Linked DNA regions of Mus musculus: regions 1, 2, 3, 4, 5 and 6 are each linked to region 7. A link is a contact called in public Hi-C, HiChIP or PLAC-seq, capture Hi-C and promoter capture Hi-C data. All regions are on one chromosome and are shown on one strand. Each heading gives the region's core, a stretch centred on a gene start, on an enhancer-like site or on the middle of the called end of the contact. The rest is flanking DNA. Distances are from core to core; before and after follow the strand shown. Region 1 overlaps Ebf1 (early B cell factor 1). Region 2 holds the start of Ublcp1 (ubiquitin-like domain containing CTD phosphatase 1). Region 3 overlaps Rnf145 (ring finger protein 145). Region 4 has its middle 23 kb from the start of Rnf145. Region 5 holds the start of Ebf1 (early B cell factor 1). Region 6 has its middle 35 kb from the start of Il12b. Region 7 holds the start of Lsm11 (U7 snRNP-specific Sm-like protein LSM11).

What was found. Promoter capture Hi-C pulls out the DNA fragments that hold promoters and counts their contacts. Hi-C and Micro-C count contacts between places; a contact is called where the count stands out from the background. HiChIP or PLAC-seq counts read pairs in DNA pulled down with a chosen protein or histone mark. Capture Hi-C pulls out chosen DNA fragments and counts their contacts.
Region 1: an H3K27ac HiChIP or PLAC-seq map of embryonic stem cells shows a contact between it and region 7, with 7 times the contacts expected there. The contact joins the enhancer-like site here to the promoter of Lsm11 in region 7. A contact is called at or near these places in 7 of 39 promoter capture datasets (the 3T3-L1 cell line, the C10 cell line, hippocampal neurons and 3 more) and 1 of 115 datasets of contacts at active chromatin or transcription factors (embryonic stem cells).
Region 2: a promoter capture Hi-C map of pre-B cells shows a contact between it and region 7, with 25 times the contacts expected there. The contact joins the promoter of Ublcp1 here to the promoter of Lsm11 in region 7. A contact is called at or near these places in 12 of 39 promoter capture datasets (the 3T3-L1 cell line, 3T3-L1-derived adipocytes, the C10 cell line and 8 more), 5 of 484 Hi-C or Micro-C datasets (B cells, CD4 T cells, Sertoli cells and 2 more), 4 of 115 datasets of contacts at active chromatin or transcription factors (the 230-238 cell line, cardiomyocytes, large pre-B cells and 1 more) and 3 of 9 other capture datasets (adipose tissue, liver and macrophages).
Region 3: a Hi-C map of CD8 T cells shows a contact between it and region 7, with 6 times the contacts expected there. The contact joins the enhancer-like site here to the promoter of Lsm11 in region 7. A contact is called at or near these places in 8 of 39 promoter capture datasets (3T3-L1-derived adipocytes, cranial neural crest, hippocampal neurons and 5 more), 1 of 484 Hi-C or Micro-C datasets (CD8 T cells), 8 of 115 datasets of contacts at active chromatin or transcription factors (acute myeloid leukemia, bone marrow-derived macrophages, embryonic forebrain and 5 more) and 1 of 9 other capture datasets (macrophages).
Region 4: a promoter capture Hi-C map of pre-B cells shows a contact between it and region 7, with 10 times the contacts expected there. The contact joins the enhancer-like site here to the promoter of Lsm11 in region 7. A contact is called at or near these places in 4 of 39 promoter capture datasets (the C10 cell line, embryonic stem cells, liver and 1 more) and 3 of 115 datasets of contacts at active chromatin or transcription factors (embryonic forebrain, large pre-B cells and microglia).
Region 5: a contact with region 7 is called in a capture Hi-C map of embryonic stem cells, with 8 times the contacts expected there. The contact joins the promoter of Ebf1 here to the promoter of Lsm11 in region 7. A contact is called at or near these places in 6 of 39 promoter capture datasets (the 3T3-L1 cell line, the C10 cell line, embryonic stem cells and 2 more), 1 of 15 datasets of contacts at CTCF or cohesin (stem cell-derived epiblast-like cells), 2 of 484 Hi-C or Micro-C datasets (embryonic stem cells and pre-B cells), 8 of 115 datasets of contacts at active chromatin or transcription factors (the 230-238 cell line, embryonic forebrain, embryonic midbrain and 4 more) and 2 of 9 other capture datasets (adipose tissue and embryonic stem cells).
Region 6: a promoter capture Hi-C map of 3T3-L1-derived adipocytes shows a contact between it and region 7, with 6 times the contacts expected there. The contact joins the enhancer-like site here to the promoter of Lsm11 in region 7. A contact is called at or near these places in 6 of 39 promoter capture datasets (the 3T3-L1 cell line, 3T3-L1-derived adipocytes, the C10 cell line and 2 more) and 1 of 115 datasets of contacts at active chromatin or transcription factors (large pre-B cells).

What each region holds. Positions count from the first base shown.
Region 1 is chr11:44,706,188-44,708,887 of GRCm38.p6, forward strand. The region is part of intron 6 of Ebf1 (early B cell factor 1); the gene reads left to right. Among named protein-coding and RNA genes, the nearest start is that of Ebf1, 89 kb to the left of the region's middle. Within about 2 kb of position 1,299, at least 54 of the 459 cell types and tissues checked have an H3K27ac peak or open chromatin away from gene starts, as enhancers often do. A contact at or near this core is called in embryonic stem cells and stem cell-derived epiblast-like cells, where this site is marked.
Region 2 is chr11:44,469,276-44,471,975 of GRCm38.p6, forward strand. It overlaps Ublcp1 (ubiquitin-like domain containing CTD phosphatase 1), which reads right to left and starts at 1,273. Exons shown (of 11, transcript NM_024475.5): 1 at 1,153-1,273.
Region 3 is chr11:44,544,095-44,546,794 of GRCm38.p6, forward strand. All of the region lies in intron 4 of Rnf145 (ring finger protein 145), which reads left to right. Among named protein-coding and RNA genes, the nearest start is that of Gm51891, 14 kb to the left of the region's middle. Within about 2 kb of position 1,352, at least 125 of the 459 cell types and tissues checked have an H3K27ac peak or open chromatin away from gene starts, as enhancers often do. A contact at or near this core is called in CD8 T cells, bone marrow-derived macrophages, liver and 1 more, where this site is marked.
Region 4 is chr11:44,494,984-44,497,683 of GRCm38.p6, forward strand. No RefSeq gene overlaps it. Among named protein-coding and RNA genes, the nearest start is that of Rnf145, 23 kb to the right of the region's middle. Within about 2 kb of position 1,423, at least 110 of the 459 cell types and tissues checked have an H3K27ac peak or open chromatin away from gene starts, as enhancers often do. A contact at or near this core is called in microglia and pre-B cells, where this site is marked.
Region 5 is chr11:44,616,840-44,619,649 of GRCm38.p6, forward strand. It overlaps Ebf1 (early B cell factor 1), which reads left to right and starts at 1,261. Exons shown (of 16, transcript NM_007897.3): 1 at 1,261-1,473. The coding sequence starts at 1,340.
Region 6 is chr11:44,363,342-44,366,041 of GRCm38.p6, forward strand. No RefSeq gene overlaps it. Among named protein-coding and RNA genes, the nearest start is that of Il12b, 35 kb to the right of the region's middle. Within about 2 kb of position 1,315, at least 7 of the 459 cell types and tissues checked have an H3K27ac peak or open chromatin away from gene starts, as enhancers often do. A contact at or near this core is called in 3T3-L1-derived adipocytes, where this site is marked.
Region 7 is chr11:45,943,684-45,946,383 of GRCm38.p6, forward strand. Lsm11 (U7 snRNP-specific Sm-like protein LSM11) reads right to left here and starts at 1,252. Exons shown (of 4, transcript NM_028185.2): 1 at 779-1,252. The coding sequence starts at 1,229. It overlaps Thg1l (tRNA-histidine guanylyltransferase 1-like (S. cerevisiae)), which reads right to left. Exons shown (of 6, transcript NM_001080969.3): 6 at 1,622-2,700.

The DNA of each region.
Region 1 (2,700 bases), core at 49-2,548, 1.2 Mb before region 7:
TTTGCCTCAGTGTTTAATGAATATTTATAGGGTAAAATCTCTTTGAAAATTGATTTATTATCTATGTATTATTCTCTGGTAGCGTAGAGGTCTGTTTTAAAGTAAAAAAAAAGATTTATTTTTTATTATTTTGAATTACGTGTATGTATGACTATACGTGGGCACCTTTGGCAGCCAGCGGCATCAGGTCCCTCTGGATCTAGACTTCCAGAGGATTGAAGGGAACTCAGGTCTTCTGCAAGAACACTATCCACTCTCTGCTGAGCCATCTTTCCAGCCCTGACTTATTTTTAAGCTTATCAGTTGTTGAGGGTACCCAAGTGCTAGCTGGCTCTGTCACAAGGAAGTGCCACAGGGTGGACTACCTAAACCCCAGAAGTGTACTTCCTCACAGATCTGGGAGGCCAGAGTCAAGGTGTCAGCATGGCTGCCTTCCTCGGAGGACCTCCTTCTTGGTTAACTGACACCATCTTCTTCTTGTGTCTTTGCATTGTCTCTTTCTGCCGTGCTGGTATCTGCTGACCTATTCATATATTATGGACAACAGCCATTCTAGATAAGGGCTCTTCTAATGACCTTGGTTTATTTTAATTACTTCTTTAAACACACTATTGTAAATACATTCACACTTAGGGCTCTAGCAGTTAGAACTTCTATATATGAACTGAAGGGGCACAGGTCATAATTTAGCCTCTGAGTACAGAGAGCTGGAGTTCCTCAGATTGTAGGCCAGGCTGGCCTTGAACTCACAGAGCTCCATATGTTTCTGCCTCCTGAGTGCTGGGATTAAAGGCTTGTGTTACCATATCTGGCTCATTGTAAGCATTTTAAAAGCAGCAGCTAAAAGTGGCCCATCCTCTTCTGGACCAAGCAATGAAGTGCCAGTGGCTTTGAAATGACATAGCAAAAAAGGTGAAACATAGGTTCTGGTAGACCCATGAAGTCCAAATCAAAGAGCAAGATTTTGTGTGTGTGTGTGTGTGTGTGTGTGTGTGTGTGTGTGTGTGTGTGTGTGTGTGTGTGTATTCTGAACTACTGGTATCTTATCTGGTGAGACAGGCTTCTTTACAGGCAAATTTTTTCTTTTTCTTTTCTTTCCCTTTCTTTTCTTTCCTCTTCCTTTCTTTCTTTTTTCTTTTTCTTTTTTTTTTTTTGGGGGGGGGGTGACATTTGGAGTTAATATAAGGAAATACCCTTTGTATTGCTTGGTATTGAAAATGTCAGTAAACAAACCCAGCCTTCCAGAAGGGAGGTGGTGGTGGGGAGTTGGTAACAAAAGACATTGTTTCTGGATGCAGGAGGTAACAGGAGTGTACAGAACAAAGGTTGACTCAAAATAGGCTTTGTAGCAAACTCTTGGGTAACCTCCTTTCCCGTTATGTTCAAGTGGCCCTGCTCAAGATAACTCTCGTTATTTTAATTAGTCCACCACACTTACCAACACAAACACACTCTCAATTTCAGGGCTGACAGAGGGCTAGGAGTGTCCTTAAAGGATCAGAAAACAAGTTGGGCTGTTGAGGACTTCCGGCAGCGAGCTAACAAAAACACAGCAGCAGAGGATGTAACTCCAGGAGGCGTGGGACCCTCACAGCAGTGGGGACCCGCACAGCAGTGGGCATGAAAGCCTGCCTTTCCGTTTTTTTTTTTTTTTCAGAGGTTTAGCCCTCACATCTGGCAGACCTGTGACAATCAGCGTTAGACCATTTTAGAAATCAGATACCCTGGTTACCAGGAAGTTGATTTGCCTTCCACTTCCTTAAGAAAACACACATTAATATTTAAGCTGGGTTTTCATAAAAGAAGCGTTGTGTGCCTGAGATGTGAAATAAAGCCAGGGGGCTGGGAAAGCCCCTCCTCCCGAAGATAAAGCGACCCCCTCCCCATGTAATTCAAATCACCCTTCAGATGGGAAAAGGAGAGGAGTGGGCTCCCCCTCCCCCAAGGGCCTTGTGGAATTTCCTATCTACTGTTGTGTGGCATGTGCTATAATGTGTTAAGAGCTGGATTTTAAGTTAGGAATTCCTTCTTTGGGGAAAGAAGCTGGAGAGTCACAAAGGTTACCTTCGTAAAAGATTCCCTGAAACGGTGTCTTTCACCATTCTGGTTTTTTTGTTTGTTTGTTTGTTTTTGTTTTTGTGGGGTTTTTTGTTTTGTTTTGTTTGTTTTTTTGTTTGTTTGTTTACTTTTTTTCCAGGTAGAGCCATGTGGCGTCTATCCTTTGAGGACCAGGCTCAAGGTGCATCTGGCTAGCAAGGTCTGGTCTTTTGCATTTTCCTGCCCAGCCTTATTTCCACTTCCTATGGAGATGACATGGAGATAGCGCCGGATCAAACAGGTCCCACCATCCTGATAAGGCCACCTTAGATACTCCAGGTGATTTCGGTCTGCCTGTAAAGATTTAACGAAGACGAATACAAGTCTTAAAGAAAAAAAATTTTTTTCCCATAGATTGGTGTAAATGGTTTACTTTAAAAATAAACATTTTAAATCACTTTGATCTCAGCTGCTCGAAAGATACAAACTGGTCATTGCTCTGGGGGGAGTGTTTTCCAGGGTTTTAAACCAAGCATAAGCCATTTCCTCTTTGTACACAAGAAGATGAATAATGTCCCAGAACAGTAGGCACATGAAGAAGAAGCAACTGTGTCACTGAAAGCGAGTGGGATACTGCATTGGAGGGCATGGGAAGACCTGAAG
Region 2 (2,700 bases), core at 23-2,522, 1.5 Mb before region 7:
CCTGCCAATGGCATGGGCCCCATGCACTTAACAACAGGCACTACTTCATAAAGAACTTGTGCTACAAATGGTAAAGACAAGTTGTCAAATGCCCCAAGACTCTGGGCATAGAAAAAAAAAAAAGGTTATACAAACCTTTCCAGCTTAAGTTCTTAAAACTTTTTTTAATTTTTGAATCTCATTTCATCACTACTGAGAATCATGCAGGACAAAAAAAGCATGGGCATTTTTATACTTTCTCATACAATGCTAATGGTTTATCACATTTGTCCCCCAAATTGGGGGGTGGGAGTGGGTGGTGATGGCGATCCAACTCAAAGAGGACATTTTTATGGGATATGTAATCAACGTATGTTTATACTGGAGTTCTGCCTAACATCCTGTGTTGGGTTTGCCTAGTCTCTTACCTCTCTAGCCCTCAGCCTTCCAAACCCAGAGATGAGTCAGTTCACATGTATGTGTTTTGATAAGCGCTAACACCTGACAGCATTTGATAAGCCGCGAGGAGCTAGGAGAACGGTAGCAGTGAGGGCTGAGCACGTTAACTATCGCTATCTTAATCTTCACAATCCTGGACTAACAAGCGACCTCACTGTACAGATTAGAAACCTGCAAAATAAGTCACAGCGACTCTCGCCCAACACCGCATCACGAAAAGCAGCCAACGGCGGCAATTTCAAAAGTGACAGTGTGAACTTTTCATCCAGCCCGGCAAGAGTGAGCGTGCGGTGCTGGGCCGCGGGCCCTGGCGCCGGCCCGCAGGAGCCGCGCGGGGTGCAGCCCGGACTGCCCCGGGAGTATCCCAAGACAGGCAGAGTCTCAGAAACAAGCTGCCTCGGACGCCTTCGACAACCCGCGTGAGGGGAGGACAAGACAGACCCTGCAGGAGCGGGGGACGAGGCCCGCGGACGCAGAACATTCTGGGACGTGGGAAGCCTTGGGGTCAGGTGAGAAGGCCGGATGCGAAGGCTGCGGCCACGACCCGCAGTGCGCCGGGACAGGGGCCTCTGGGGGCCAGGCGGGACAGCTGCAGTCCCAGCCCACCCGGACCGCAGCGAGACAAACCACGGGGCGCATGCAGTTCAGTGGCATCCCCCGGCCGCAGCGTCGCCTTCACAGGCAGGCGCGCCGGAGAACCCCGCGTCCTCTCACCTGGAGCGCGGCGGAACCAGCTACAGCGGACGAAAAAGCCGGCCGCAGCGGAACCTAAGGAGACCGGAAGCGAGGGGCGGGACCGGAACCGGCGGGCGGACCGGAAAGTGTGGTTGAGACCGGAAATGTGTTGTAGGGGAGGGGGAAATGCGGCTGCCGCTTGTTTGGTTTCTCCTCCGATGTGACGCCTGCGGAGCCCAGGCCGGCCGAGTGTTTTCCAGACTTTGACCTCTGTGAAAGAGACCCCTCCCGGTTCTTGGTGGCCGCCGCCGGCTGTTCTGCGCATGCTCCGGCCCGGTGGCGACTTTTTTTTTTTTTCCACCAGAGCTGAGCTTTGCGGAGCCCTGTGACTCCTGTGGCAGTGTCGCGTTCCGAATGAAGCCGACCTTTGAGGACTGAAGAGGAGACTTTTCTAGAGACGCAAGGAGCCAGGAATATAATTTGCCCACTCCAGGGGAAAGCCGGCCAAAGTGATCCAAACACTCATGGAACAAATATCCGTGTGACAACGGTGTTCCAGATCTGTGTGTCGGTCGGCTCCACCCACTCGTGCTTGCTTTGCCTCCTTAAATGCAAGGAAAGCTAGTTCTCTTTACAGAAGAATGCCATGCTTTCATAGAAATAAATGCTGCAGCGTTCGAAGTCACTCGGAGAGACCGGAGACTCCGTTTAAATTATAGTTATCCGAGTTTTTCTTCTTAAGCAGCCGCTCTCTTTAGTTCCTGTGAGCTAAAACAGGAAAGGGGCTTTTAAGGGCAGTTACAATTACTTCATTTCTGTGGGATTGACAGCTATGTGAGGAACTGCCTCACCCCCACCCCCCACCCCCTGTGCGTAATGATGAGCGGAGTTCGCAGAAATCAGAGCCAGCAGTTAATCATTTCATAGCAGTTTTCCAATTCATGGGGAAGGGGCAAGGAGTCAGAGTTGCTAGGAACTTATCTTTTCGGAATTTAGAATGGGTGCCTCACATAAAGTGGAGTTTTTCTTAGCTATCAAAGCAGTCTCCATTTGAACCCCTGGAGGCGGCTCTTGCCTGTAATCCCAGCTGAGGCAGTAGGATAGTGCATAAATTTGAAGCCAGCCTGGGCATAGGGAATTCTAGTTCCAGCCCTGGGATACAGACTGAAACTCTGACTCAGACAGAAGAAAGCCTCAACGGGACCTAACCCTTCTCATCCATTCAAGAAATTCCCAGTGTTACTTGTTATGCAAAAGAAAAAAGAAAAGAAAGACCTAAAAAGTAACTTGAAGAATGTTTACATCATCAGCCCCTAGATAAGTATATCTGATACTTTTTAAAACTTCAAATTCAATCTTAGAGACCCATAAGAGGCGTGGCCACCTCTTGACAGTTGTTCTCAGACTTCCTGTGCCTTGGTACAAACAGACCCACAGAAAAATTAATGTAATTGGAGGGAGGGGGAAAACATGGTTTCTCTATGTATAGCTCAGGCTTGCCTGGAACTCACAAAGATCCACCTGCCCAAGTGCTAGAATCAAAGGCATGCACCAGCATGTATGGCTAAATTAATGTCATTTTAAAAT
Region 3 (2,700 bases), core at 102-2,601, 1.4 Mb before region 7:
TGCTTGCTTTTCTTCCTCCCTCCCTCCCTCCCTCCCTCCCTTCCTTCCTCCTCCCTCCTTTCCTTCCTCCCCCTCTTTTCCCTCCCCCCATTTCTTCCTGTACTTATTGAGTGTGTGCACACGTGTGTCATGTGCTCATGCCTTGATGAGTGTGTCCGTCAGAGGGCAGCTTGCAGGAGTTGCTGTTCTTCTTCCGTCCTGTGGGTCAGGTCATCAGCTTGTTCCCATAGATGCTTCTTACTGTTTGTATTTATCATCATATCAAAAATAGTTCATAGAGGCTTGTGGTTCTTAAGGGGTTTTTAAATATCGGAGAAGATTAATTTTTAAACAGCTAGTCATTACTTTGAAAGGCTAAAGTGATTAGCTATGTCTCAGGCTTACTTACTGCTGCTGGAAGTGAGCGTCTTGTTGTCAGAAACATGTACATGGCTGAAGCACAATGTTAAAAATAAAAGTGCTGAATAGATACAGTCCTAAGTGAACCACCCACCATGCCAGAGACCCCACACAGGAAGCGAGGGAACCGACTCTGAAGCCAAGCCTCTTAGAAGACAGTATTAAAGAGAGGGAAACAGAGGTCAAAGGACTGCCCAGATCTCTATACAGAGAAGACTCAGGGGTGCACCACTAAGAGGGTTGTGTGTCTGGGGACGGATCTAGGCTGGCCAGCTAAAGCTGGTCATCCAGAACTCAGCCACACGTGGCTGCCAAGCACTGGAAATGCCCCTCTCACACATGGTACTCCAGGTACACTTAGTGCAAGTAAAACATCTCTAATATGTGCTGATAAGATTTAAGGTATACTTGATTTTGTAAAATATATTGTTTTTACCTTTTTCTGTTACTTTTTGAAATGAGACACCTAGAGGAAAAATGTAGATTCTGTCTGTAGCCCCTCTCTTTCTTCTGATGTGACGTCCAGGACCAGCAATGGACTGTTGAGCTTCTGCACGTGGAGTGAAAATTCTTGCAGGGTTTTCCCTGCGTGTTCTGAATTGTAAAGGCCAAGGCTGGGCTCCCTGAAGCCTGGGAAAGGTGGCTGAAACCTGCACAGCACTTTGTCTTGAATTTCCAAATCTCGGGGGTGGGGTGGGGTGGGGTCAGAGCTGGCCAGTGCTGATGCCTTCTCAGGTGCTACTTGAGGGATCCCTAGTGATGAGGGCAGTCTTGGAGGCACACGTATTTGTCTCCGGGAAGAAAACCAGTTGGGCTTGTCTAGTTCAAAGGGCACCAAAAAGACGTCATTCATTCAGCCAAACAGGAATTGACCCACTTGCCCACAGTGCTGCAGATTGACGGAAGGAGCAGGCAGCAGAGCTCTTCCTGCTCTGCCCGGTGTAGGCTGGCTGTTTTTGCAGAGGAGGGGGGGCCTTCAGCTGTGCTGCTTCTCCTCCTCTTCCTCCTTCCTTTACCCGCTCTTTACTGTCTCATTTTCTCACCAGTTCTCTTTCTCCCCCACCCTTTTCTTCTTCCTCGTACCCTGTTTGAGTTGTTTGGTCATTTGAGGCAGACTCTGCTCTGGTCCAGGCTGGCCTGGTTATGTTCTCACTGTCAGTATCTTAACTAAGAACTAGTTGATGAGGAAAGAAAATGATGTCTGTGCCATATTAAAGGGTGGCTTTTTTTTCCCTCACATTGATGTTTTTTTTTTGTTGTTTTTGTTTTTTTTTTTTGTTTTTTTTTTTGTTTTTCGAGACAGGGTTTCTCTGTATAGCCCTGGCTGTCCTGGAACTCACTTTATAGACCAGGCTGGCCTTGAACTCAGAAATCCACCTGCCTCTGCCTCCCGAGTGCTGGGATTAAAGGCGTGCGCCACCATGCCTGGCTCATATTGATTTTTAAAGTAAATTCTCTCTGCTGTTTCAGTAATAATGAGCTTCTGGGTTGGAGATGCCGCTCTGTAGTGGGACCATCAGCTCAGCAGGATGAGGCTCTGCGTTCCATTCCCAGCACTACAAAAAGAGAACTAACAAACACAAAAGCAGTCTTTTAAAGAAAAACCAGAGCCATTTAAATGTTCCATGAGTTCCTGGAAGTTCAACCCTCCCAGAGTTTTTTCTAATTGTGGAGTCATGAATTCAGAGTACAGAGTCTAGAGTGCTTCTGATTTACTCAGTGTGACCATTGGGGTAGGGGCCTCGCGGAGGGAGCTGTAGGGGATTTCACTGAGTCCCTTGCAGCAGCAAGGATCACTAGTCCTAGAGGAAAATGCCTTCTGAGGCATGGTCCCTCAGAGGAGATGTGGACATGTGGCCAGAGCAAGTCCTGCCTGCCGGGGCCTGGACGCGGGGACTTCAGAGCTGGGCGAGGGGTGGGGATTGGAGGGAAGTTTCCATCCTGCTGACCAGGGAAACCGAGGGAGGCATCACACCACAGCTTCTGCTGCCCGAGCACTTCCTCCCAGCCTTTGCTTTTCTGCTTTCACTTTCTGATTTTATTTTAATAAAGGAAATGTTCCCATTCTTATCATCAAAAATGGGCTAATTATGATGAAAACGAGCCTCCTCCTGCAGCCTCTCCCGCATGCTCCATCTGCCCCAGCCTCTCTAAGTTCCTGGTGACCCTTCCTCCCCGGCTGGGTGCTCTTCCTTGTGGAAATCCAGCCGCCCTACTCGTGCATCCTCCTCCTTGCCAGCTCTCTCCCTCTCTGTAGTTTCTCAGTCTTTGAAGGGAGTTGTGCTTTTGTTTGGCTTTCTG
Region 4 (2,700 bases), core at 173-2,672, 1.4 Mb before region 7:
TAATCTTCCTTTTGAACTTCAACCTGTGTTTAACCTATAGCATATGTGAGCAAATGGGCAGTTTTTACTATGGGTTCTTTTCTGATAATATGCACAGAAAGTAGGTTCCTACCACAACATCCTGTGTGAGCCCAGTTGTGTTTAAGGTAGACAGGTGCCTAGAGACAAGTACTCCTCATTGGGTGAGACAAGAATGGGGCATCAATTTACAGTGCGTGGAGTTTTTGTTGTTGTTTTTCTTCCCCAGCAGCCAATGTTAAAAGTCTGCTTAAGAATCTGGCAAAACCTGACGTTTTTAAGGCTCAACCAACACTCCCAAGACCAAAAGAATAGTGTTTACACTTCAAAAGATAGAACCACTTGTATATAGTGATGTATACATTAGGGAAGAAGTTACCCTTCTTCCCATGTCTCCAGCTGCAAATAAACCCCGTCGATGGCCACTCTACAATTTCTGAAAATGGTGGTATGGTGCTGCTGCTGTTGGTGGTGCTAGTGTTGCTGTTGGTGGTGATGCTGATGCTGGTGGTGGTTGTGGTGGTGCTGGTCAAGGGGTGGTGGTGGTGGTAGTTGTTGTTGGTGGTGGTGGTGCTAGTGGTGGTGGTGGTGCTAGTGGTGGTGGTGGTGGTGGTGGTTGTTGGTGGTGGTGGTGGGTGGTGGTGGTTGTTGTTGTTGGTGGTGGTGGTGGGTGGTGGTGGTGGTTGGTGGTGGTGGTGGTGGTGGTGGTGGTGGGTGGTGGTGGTGGTGGTGGTGGGTGGTGGTGGTGGTTGGTGGTGGTGGTGGTGGTGGTGGGTGGTGGTGGTGGTGGTGGTGGTGGTGGTGGTGGTTGGTGGTGGTGGTGGTGGTGGTGGTGGTGGTGGGTGGTGGTGGTGGTGGTGGTGGTGGTGGTGGTGGTGGTGGGTGGTGGTGGTGGTGGTGGTGGTGGTGGTGGTGGTGGTGGTGGTGGTGGGTGGTGGTGGTGGTGGTGGTGGTGGTGGGTGGTGGTGGTGGAGGTGGTGGAGGTGGTGATAGTGATGGTGTAGTCTCAGGAAAGCCAGTCTCCCAGAGTTGAGTTAGGAAGGCTGCTCCTTTCCCAAAGCCTGTCCTGGGCCTCTGCGCAGAGCCTCAGCCAAAGGCTTGTTCCTTAGTGCCACCTTCCTGGTCCCCAAACTCCAGAGCTTTTCCCAAGACCAGATTGGCACCTGGGCTCTCAGTAATCTACATGTACTGCTTGAGAGAATTGCCTTGACTGGAGTCCACTCCCAGTTCCTTCTAGAAGTCAGCATTATTCACGGAAAAGCTGGAACCAACTCCTCTTTCAGTTTCAAAGACTGCACCAGGAAGTCCCAGCAGGCTCTCTGAAAGACACCAACACCTGTGAGGTCCCAGTTCAGTTATGTCTCATTGCTCACAGGCATGCCTCCAAAGCCCTCCAGTGCTTGAGAAACAAAGAAGAAAGGCCCTGGGGAGAGGGCCCTCCCCCCTGAGAGAGCAGAACTGGGCTAACAGGAAACCAGGCTGTCCTTTCTTGGCTTAGAAAGCGTGATGCCTTTATTAGTCTGAAAGAGTTTAGAGGGAAAAGTTACAGGGCTGTCACTAACCTGGGCCCTCTGAGCATACGATTCTTTCAAGTTGACAGCAAGGGTCTGACATCAGAGTAGCAATGGTTGTCTAACACTGTGAACATACTTAAAGGCACTGGTTCAAATACTTTTTTAAAAGAAAATGATTGGCTCATGCTTTCTGAATTTCACTTCAATAAAACTCCCATTTGATTAGTCTTCTGGGCAATCTTCCCTCTCTGCCAAGTGAGATCCTGCTTGCAGATCTGTAAGCCAAGAACAGCAGCCTAATCTTAAAATTCCCTAGAAGTTTTAACCTCTTGTGTTTGTTCTTTTCCTTCCCTTTAACTTCTTGTAACTGCTGACTCGGACTCGGGTGAAGACAAACCACCTCTTATTAAGGCTGTGCCATTGCCTCATGTGTTGACCTTAGGGCTACTTTAGTCGGATCTTCTTGCACTTGGACTTCCCCTGCATTTTCTAACAACCAGCTCACTCCTTTTCTTTTATTCTCAGCTCAATTGCTTCTGAATGCTCAGATTGCTCTTAAAAATCTGCCGTGTCAACTATGGGCAAACAATGGCTTCTGAGGGGGGGGGGGAGTTTAGCTTTCTCTATGGGTCAAGCCCTTTAATAAGTTATCCAAGCCCAAGTGTTCAGCCCTTAACACATATGCATACAAGCAAGACTAAATGGGCTCCGTGGGGTATATGTGTGTTTATGTATAGTCAAGGAGCAGTAACAACCGGGGCAGGGGGTATGAACTTGAGAGGGAGTGAAGATGGCATGGAAGGAGTTGGAGAGGCAAGAGGAAGTGGTGAAATGTGGTAAATAAGAATACATGTATGAAATTATCAAAAATTTTTCAATTTTAAAAATCTGTCATTTAACCCCCTGGTAAAGAATAGGATATTTTCATATTATTGCTAATAACCACCTTAAAAAAAACAAACAAACTTAAGACTACTTGATCCCAGGCTGCCTTTGTAAAAGATTGAAATTGGGGGCGTGGAGGTGATCATTGGTTAACAGTGCTTGCTGTGCAGATATGAGGAGCCGAGTTCAGATGCCCAACAAACACCCAAGGAAAAAGCTGACTGTGGACTCTCAGGTCTGGAGCAGCACCGGGAACCAGCCTACCTGAAAAGTGGCCAGCTCC
Region 5 (2,810 bases), core at 11-2,510, 1.3 Mb before region 7:
TTCTGCCTGGTCAGTCCTTTTTTCCTCCACGTTTGCCCCCGAAGTCCCAGGACAGGCAAGCAAGGGACTAGGCGTCTGCCCAAAGAGAACGCAGTCAGTACGCCTCCGTCGCGCTCAGGGCTCGGAAGGGATGCTTAAGAACTGCCATGGTGCATACCCCTTCGACTCAGGATACCTCCATCTCCTTCCCTCTGCCCCCTCTCTCGCTCTCTAAGGCCACGCTCCTTCCAGTTTAGACGCTAGAGCTCAGAGATCCCTTGCTCGCCACTTTGCCGGGAACTTTGGCGGCTCCCCTGCGCCACAAGGAGAAGGATGTTAATGAGGGAGTGTGGCCAGGCTCTGTGAACAAGCCAGCTCGGGAGCTGCGATTGGCTGTGATAAGGCGGAAGGATGACGTTATGCAAAGAAGGGGCGTGTCTAGGCTGCGAGGGCCCCGCCTCCTTCCCTTTGGGGTTAGTGTGCCTGTGTTTAGCTCTGGGGAGAGTCAAACTGGATTCCACAGGGAGAGCCTGCAAATCACTTCTATTTTAGCAAGGAGAAAACAGAATCTCCATCCAGCAGGGTCCACCCCTCTCTTTCTCCCTCTCCTCTCTTTTTCTATCTCTTTCCCTCCCCCCTTCCTCTTTCCCTCTCTCTCCCCTTCCCCCCCCCCCCTCCGGTGTATCTGTCTACAGCAACCAGCGTCCTCATCTACACGCACGGAAAGGAAAGAAACATCTTTGGTTGAGAGAGGAGGAGGAAAAAAGAGAGAGAAAAAAACTTGCCTGGTTGTGGAAAATGACACTTCAAGTAGCCAAGCCGGCTTCGAGAGTCGTATCTATTGTTTCTTAAATTGTCATCAGGGTGGTTTTTTTTCTTCCTGCTTCTTCAAGTGAAGGTACCGCTACAAAAGGAAACTCCAGCCCCTCCTGTTCTCCAACGGCCTGTGATTACTACAAAAAGAAAAAAAAAAAGGCAAAAAAAAAAAAAAAAGCAAAAAAAAAAAAAAAAAAAAAAAAAAAAAAGGAAAAAAAAAGCACCCAAACTCAAAACCAACCAACCAAACAACCCCCAACAGCCAGGCATATATCTCTGTTTTTTCTTAATTTTGGTCTTTTCGTTGGATTTTCCCTTTCTTTTTTTTTCCCCTCGCCCCCCTCCTTGTTATCGCTCAGTTTTGAGCGAAGGTTTACATTTTTAAAAATTTTGCTTTTCAGCCCGCCTTGATGTAGCGCGAGTCTCATCGACTCAAAAAAAAAAAAAAAAATCTGTGGTTGGCGTTTTTTTTTTTTTTTCCTTTTTTTTTTTTTCAAATATTTTCAAAGGGGAGGAGATTTTTCCACAAGAAAAGGTTGTTTTCATGTTTGGGATCCAGGAAAGCATCCAACGGAGTGGAAGCAGTATGAAGGAAGAGCCGCTGGGCAGCGGCATGAACGCGGTGCGGACGTGGATGCAGGGCGCCGGGGTGCTGGACGCCAACACAGCGGCGCAGAGGTGGGTACCGCTGGGGGACCGTGGAGGAGAGGCCACCGGCTAGCGGGAGAGCCCGGAGACGGCGGCGCGGCTACCCGGGGCCTGGCCACGCGAGTGCGTCTGCCGCTGCGCTGCGCTCGCCGCCCGAGCTCCGCGCTCCTCGGCTGCGCAGCACTCGTCGCCGGGTGGCCAGAGATCAGCGAGCTGCTGGAGGGAGCCGAGCCCAAGCTTTGCCGGCACTTTCCGCAGCCCCATCTGCGAGTGTTTTCGTTTTGTTTTAACCCAGAAGAGGCGTCTCTGCAGCTCGGTGTTGGATAGCTGCGCTTTTCTGACCGCTTGTTTTCTTTTCTGTGTGGTTATATTTTTCCCTTTTCCTCTCCTTCTCTTCGCTTCCTTTCCCCTTTATTTCGCTTCAGTTCTTTCCTTTTTCTTCTTCCCTCTTTTCTTTTTTCCTACTTAATTTTCTTCTCTCCCCCTTTCTTCCTTTCTATTTTCTACCTTCTTTAATTCTTTCCTTTCCCCCTATCTTTCCTTTCCCTTTTCTACCTTCTTTAATTTTTTCTTGTCCTTCTCCACTCTTTTCCCCCCTTCTTTCTCAGTTTCACTCTTCGTTTTTCTCTTCTCTTTCCTCACCTGGCTCTCTCCCCCGTTTCTCTCTCTCTCTCTCTCTCTCTCTCTCCATTTTTCTTCTTGGAGTCTCCTCTTATTTCTCCTATCTGGTTCTTTACTCTCTCCTCTCTCCACTTCTTAGCCTTCAGTTTTTCTCAGTCTGCCTGTAGAATAGTGATTTCCAACTTTAATTTTCACATCTCCTAAAAGCCACCCTCATCCACTGTCACCTTGGCCTTCCCCAGTCCCTCTCCCACTCTCCAGATCCTACACTGAGTGATTTGGAGGCCATGCTCTTGGAGACCAACTTGAGGAACTTCCCTGGACACACCCAGTGCCCTGTCCAGGGGCTCCTAGTCCCAAGTGAGAAATGGTACCTTGCCCTTTTCATTGCTGGCCACCACCTGGGCTTCGGGGAAAACTTTGTGGGCCCAGGCTCCATTAGACATAAAGGGTGCAGAAGGGGAATGGGGAGTAGTTCCATCTTTCCATTTTTGGGGGGAAGGGCTAGGGACAACTGTCCTATACTGTTTCCATCCCCATGAGCACAGGGTTGGGAGTGGTTGGTAGTGAGAGTGAATTGGGTAACTAGGCTAGAAGCGAAAGTGTGTGTGTGTGTGTGTGTGTGTGTGTGTGTGTGTGTGTGTGTGTGTGTTGTCCGATAGTGTCCGGCAGTTTGGGCTGTCATTGTGGTGCCCCCGGGCATCCTATTCTCCAGTCCCCCGCGGATCTTCTCAGCCAAGAAGCCT
Region 6 (2,700 bases), core at 65-2,564, 1.6 Mb before region 7:
AGGAATTCTATAGAATTATTATCTATTTGTCTATATAGCATCACTACAACATAGTACATCTTTGTAGCTCTGCAGAGATCTGCTCAAAAGGGTTGGCTAATACCTAGTGCTTGTTATGTATGTTTAGTAATAACATGAAAGGCATATTAATAGCAGAAATCTTTCCCAAAATGGATTTCTTCAAGGCCTTACCTACTGGAGCAAATCTGTTATAGATTTTAATCCAAGACAGACCCATCTCAGGATAATAGTTTTTAATAGTTTTTAGCTTCTCCTATGATAGCTCCTGACAAACCTCCTTTACAAGCTCTTCATTATCATACGTCTCTTTGATTGATATACTGAGGGCTGCTGGCAAAGCTTATATCATTAGGTCTACTAAAGCCCAGGCTCTGACCCCAACAACTTCAGTAACATGTTCTTCTTTTCTCTACAACAACTTTCTGAGAGGGATACTGTTACTACCTCTGTCTTACAGATTGATGTAGAATCTATGGCACAAAAAGGTTAGCCAATTGCCAATGTCAGTCAATATGTGTGAGGTCCAAACTTGGAGCTGAGAAATTACATTTCAGAACTGATGTACCTCACTAGTTACACTGGAGGATGACATCAAAGAAAGCCTTTTTTGAGAAGATGACCTAAAAGTTTAATTGAGGCACACAGGCCAAGGGGACAATTACCTATGAAGTAAAGGAAGCAGTGTGTGTCAGTGTATGTGGGAATAAGTGATGTGGGAGAGCCTGCATGGTCTGTGATCTTTTAGAAGGCCTCAGAAGGTAGGCAGGGTTCTATGTTATTCTTGGCATTCTTTACAAAGCTCCAAGGCACCCTATTTATGCACATCTGATCATTAAACAGCCTGGTAATAGCAACTGAGTGGATGTTATGACCTATATCCTGGAAATGGCATCTAATATTTCCAGGAACTTATGAATGGAGATGAGCCTGGACTGTGTCAAATGTTCTCTCTATTCAGGCTCTCTGCTGAGGGGCAACTTGCCACTTCATTGTCCCTGGGGTTATGCTTTCAAACATATCACTCTGCATCCCCAGACTCTCTATTCCCCTCTCTGTCCTCTTCCCCTACCCCAAGATGTACTTCTCCAGATGCCTCAGCAACTTCACTCTTAGGGAAGTCTGATAAACAAGTTTTCCCTCATCCTCTGAAGTGATAAAGCTGTATTGGAACTGTAGCCAACTTGTCTTCACTTCCCTGTAAGAACTTCCAATAGTTTTCCCTTCCTCTACTTACAAGTCTGCCTCAAGTTGCTAGCCTTGCCTTCTCTGCCAAAGCTGAAGTCATTAGTTGATTAATGGCATGTTCCCAAAGGAATATAGCCACAGTTGGAGCCTGGGGCCCTTGGTGAACAGGTGGAGGTTTGCAGAGGCCAAAAAAACAAGCATTGTTCCACCCAGCTAAGTTCTTATCTGTGGAAATGATCTCACTTGCCTTGGAAACCAACTCTAGGAAAGGGGAGTGGTAAATACAGTTTCCCCAGAGCTATCCAGTTCTCAGTGTGAGCTCCAAACACTGCCTTCCTCTCTGCATCAGCTTGTTGCTTTTGTCCTCTGACTTTGGCTTCCACAGCCACCAGAGCCTTCACAGCTCAGAGCTCCCCATGTTATATCACAGCTCCATGCTACCTCTTTACATTGCAATGCCCTCTCTTCTTCAGCCTGACTCCCTCACAGATGAAACACAACTCAGGCACCACCATCCCAGGAAGCTATCCATGCCTACCCACATCTCACTGGGCCCATTAGACCCTTCTCAGTTTCCATAGCTATAGTGAATAATATTCTTTGTGTGTCCACAACACAATAAAACCACTTAATATGGGTGACCCCTCTGCATGGATCATCTCAATCTGGTAACAACTCAACTGGGCAGCATCTAAAATTCTACCCTGTGAGAAAATAAACAGAATCATAATGTTGCAAAACTTGGAGTCACAGTCTATACCCCCAGGAACCCAAGTTTCACCACCAGTCCTCAAAAAAAGCCAATTCGAAACTCCCAAGTTAATAACAGAGAGCAGGAAAGGAAGATTTGTTCAATATGGCTTGTGGTGGTTTGAATGAGAATACACACACACACACACACACACACACACACACACACACACACACACACAGGCTCAGATATTTGAAAACTTGGTCTCCAGGTAGCAACACTGCTTGGGGAGGCTGTGGAACCTTTAAGAGGTAGAGCCTTGCTGGAGGAAGCACATCCCTCGGCATAGATTTTATAGTGTTTATCCCCCACTCCATTTTCAATTCACACTCTCTACCTACTTGCATTGTGAAGATGTGAGTGTCCAGCTCTCTCTGCCTCTGGGCCTTGTTGCTATGCCTCTCCACCATCAGGAACTCTTGTCCCTCTGAAATGGTAAACCAAGAAGTTGCAAGCAACCCTCTCTTCCTTAAATTGCCCCAACCCTCTCTTCCTTAAATTGCCCTTGGTCGTGGTGTTTAATTACAGCAGGAGAAAAGTAACTTAGACATCAGGAAGAGAGATAAAGAAGTCATGTGCCCCTCTTTAATACCTCTTTAAGGGCCCTGAAGAGAGACTCGAGTTTAAATAGAGAACTAAGAATACATACATCTAAGCAGTACTGGTCAAAACAGGGTCCTCCTCACTTTGAACTATCATTGTTCCAAGATGCACATCTGACAAGCTGTCAACACTATGTGGAA
Region 7 (2,700 bases), core at 2-2,501:
GAACCTTTGCTGTTTAAGGCTTCATTCATCCTGCGGATCTATTAGGAAGCTGCAAGAAATTCTCTTGTGCCATTTCTACCTTTAGAATTTTAAAACAACCTGCACACAGGGTAACCTGAGCCTGACAGATAGTCCTGCCCCAGCCAGCCAGTAGCTGTAAAACCGCACCTGTGTTTTGGTAGCATTCTGTGTCTGCGGCACTCCAACACTAGTGATTTAATGTGAACACAAGCCGATCAAGTCCCTGCAGCCCAGGCGGAAACGGCACCCCAGGCGGGGCTGTCAGTTCCCATGCTGGGATAGGAGACGTCTCTTGTGCTATTATGTGAACATATCCATCTCCTCACTCTCCACCTGACCCTCAAATCCCACACACCTTCAGACTGGCTGTGCTCCAACACAACTTCTGTACACCTCCTCAACTCCCTGCAGTGGTCCCCAAGACCTCTCATCATTTCTGCAGACCTCTGATGTTCGCCCCATCCCCCCAAACTGTCTACAAGCCCTACAATCGCTCCGTAAGCCTCATCACTACCGCAGCCCCTCTGCAGCTCCTCACTACCTGGGGGACATTCCTCCGGACATGATAGCCTGTGCAGATCTCCCCCACCCCCACCTCATCCCCACCGCCGTGGGTCGTCACTCTCCCTGTTCCTCAACTCGTGCACAGTCTCTGTGACTCACAGGTGACCGTGCCCGCGCCCCCACGGCCCTCGAGACTCCCGCAGACGCCCTTTGCAAGCCCTGCCTAGACCTCCGGCCGCCCCACAGCACTCACAAGGCATCCGCGTAAGCACATTGCGGGGTGCCTTCTTGCTGCGCCCCGGGCCCTGGCGTCGCGCTCCGGCCGTGCCGTCCGTGTCCTCCTTGACCACCATGAGCCGGCGCAGGCGCTGGATGCGCTCGGGATCCGGGGTGGGCGCGGCGCGGCGACGGGCCCTGGACGAGCTCCCGGCTCCCGTGGAGGTTCCGGTGGAGGTTCCCGCCGAGGCCGGCTCCCCCGTGCCCCGAGCCCGACCGCGCCCGGTGCGCCCGCCCTTCAGGAAGCTCTCGTACTCCGCCACGTTGTTGAAGCAGGGCGCGTTGGGGTAGGGAATGGGCGGCAGGCGAGGTGCGTACAAGGCCAGCAGCGGGTCGAAGCTGTAGGAGCTGACGTCCAGCCGCGGGCTGGGCGGGCTGGCTGGGCTGCCGGCGCGAGCCGACCTCGCCCCCCACTCGCGCTCCTCCATGTTTGAAAGGCCCGCAAGCAGAAGCCGATGGGCGGGAGGAAGGAGCCGAGCCGCCAGAGGGCGGCACTGCGCAGCCGCAGCCGCGGCTCAAGGGGACGCACTGCGCAGCCGCGGCCACCAGGGGGCAGCATAGATTCGCTCTGGAGAGCAGCAGGGGGCGTGGCGCAAGGCAGGGGCGTGCTGAGAGGCGTGACCTGCTCAGGCCTCGCTCCGCCTCCACAGACAGCAGACAGGTTGAGGCTGTCCTCTTGACCTTTTTGTTACTAAAGAAGATACTGTTTATTAGTTCTCGTTTCCCTCCCCCATTGATATTAACTATCTCTTCTGAATTTGAGATCTAACGTCAACAAAATATACAAGTAGGGACACATTATTCGAAAACAAAGCCAACATTTTGGAGGCAGTAACAATTAACCATTTATTTAGTAAAACTCACTGATATTCACAGACAGCTTAGAATGGTTGATGCTCCAGACTCGGGGGGTAGACCCCAAGAGCAGCATTTTAAAGTCCCAGGATGTTCTCTGTTGTTCGGCTTGAGCTGGAGGCAAAGGACAGGAAGACAAGACATATCCCATTTTTCATTCCTGTTAAGTATATTCCTGATGTGGATCAGGCTAGCCTGTCTAAGCTCAAATTACTGAGCCTCTTTTGAGTTCTTATTGTCGTCTGAAATATGACAGGAAGGGTACAGAGTATACAGTGGGTGCATGCTAGATGGTTGAGTGCTATAAAAGACGGGTGACTACATCCTCACTTCCTTTCCCTGCCCACTAAGTTTAGAGAACACTTGGTATCAAAGAAAAGAAAACTGACTCCTTGATGTTCTCCTGACTACTGCAAAATCCAAAGAATCAACACTATTTTTTAGCTCTAGTTCAGCAAAAACTCTTTAAGATATATTTCATGTGTATGCTTGTCGGCATGTATGCCTGTGCACTATGAGCAATCAGACATACACACAGAGGCCAGAGAATGCTGGATCCCCTGAGTTGTGCTCGTTGTGAGCTACCATGTGGGTTCTGGGTCTTCCTTCGGAAGAATAGCCATCTCTTCAACCCCAAAGGAATGGTTTTAAAAGTGAGACTCCTGGAGGTAAGTCCCTCCCCATCCAGCATAGCTGTCTTGCTTCTTGCCATCTCCAGCCACACAAGTCATTCTCCGAAGTGCCACCACCTTCTCAAAGTATCAACCGGCATTCAGCCCGCGCTAGCTGCTTTGGGGTCTTCTTTACTTTCTGTAAGTTTGAAAATGTGGCCCAAAAGAACACTTGACTATCTTTAAGACAGAGATGAAACTTAGCACACTGCCACCACCGTGTGAGCTGCATCGTAGGAGGGAAACACACAGACGAAATAAAGAGCAAGCTTTGGGTAGGTAATGGTACTTGATGACACTTGTGTTCAACCCCGGTTTATTGCTTTAAAAATCCCCTGCCTGCATGAAAACTTCCAGCACCATTCAATGACTG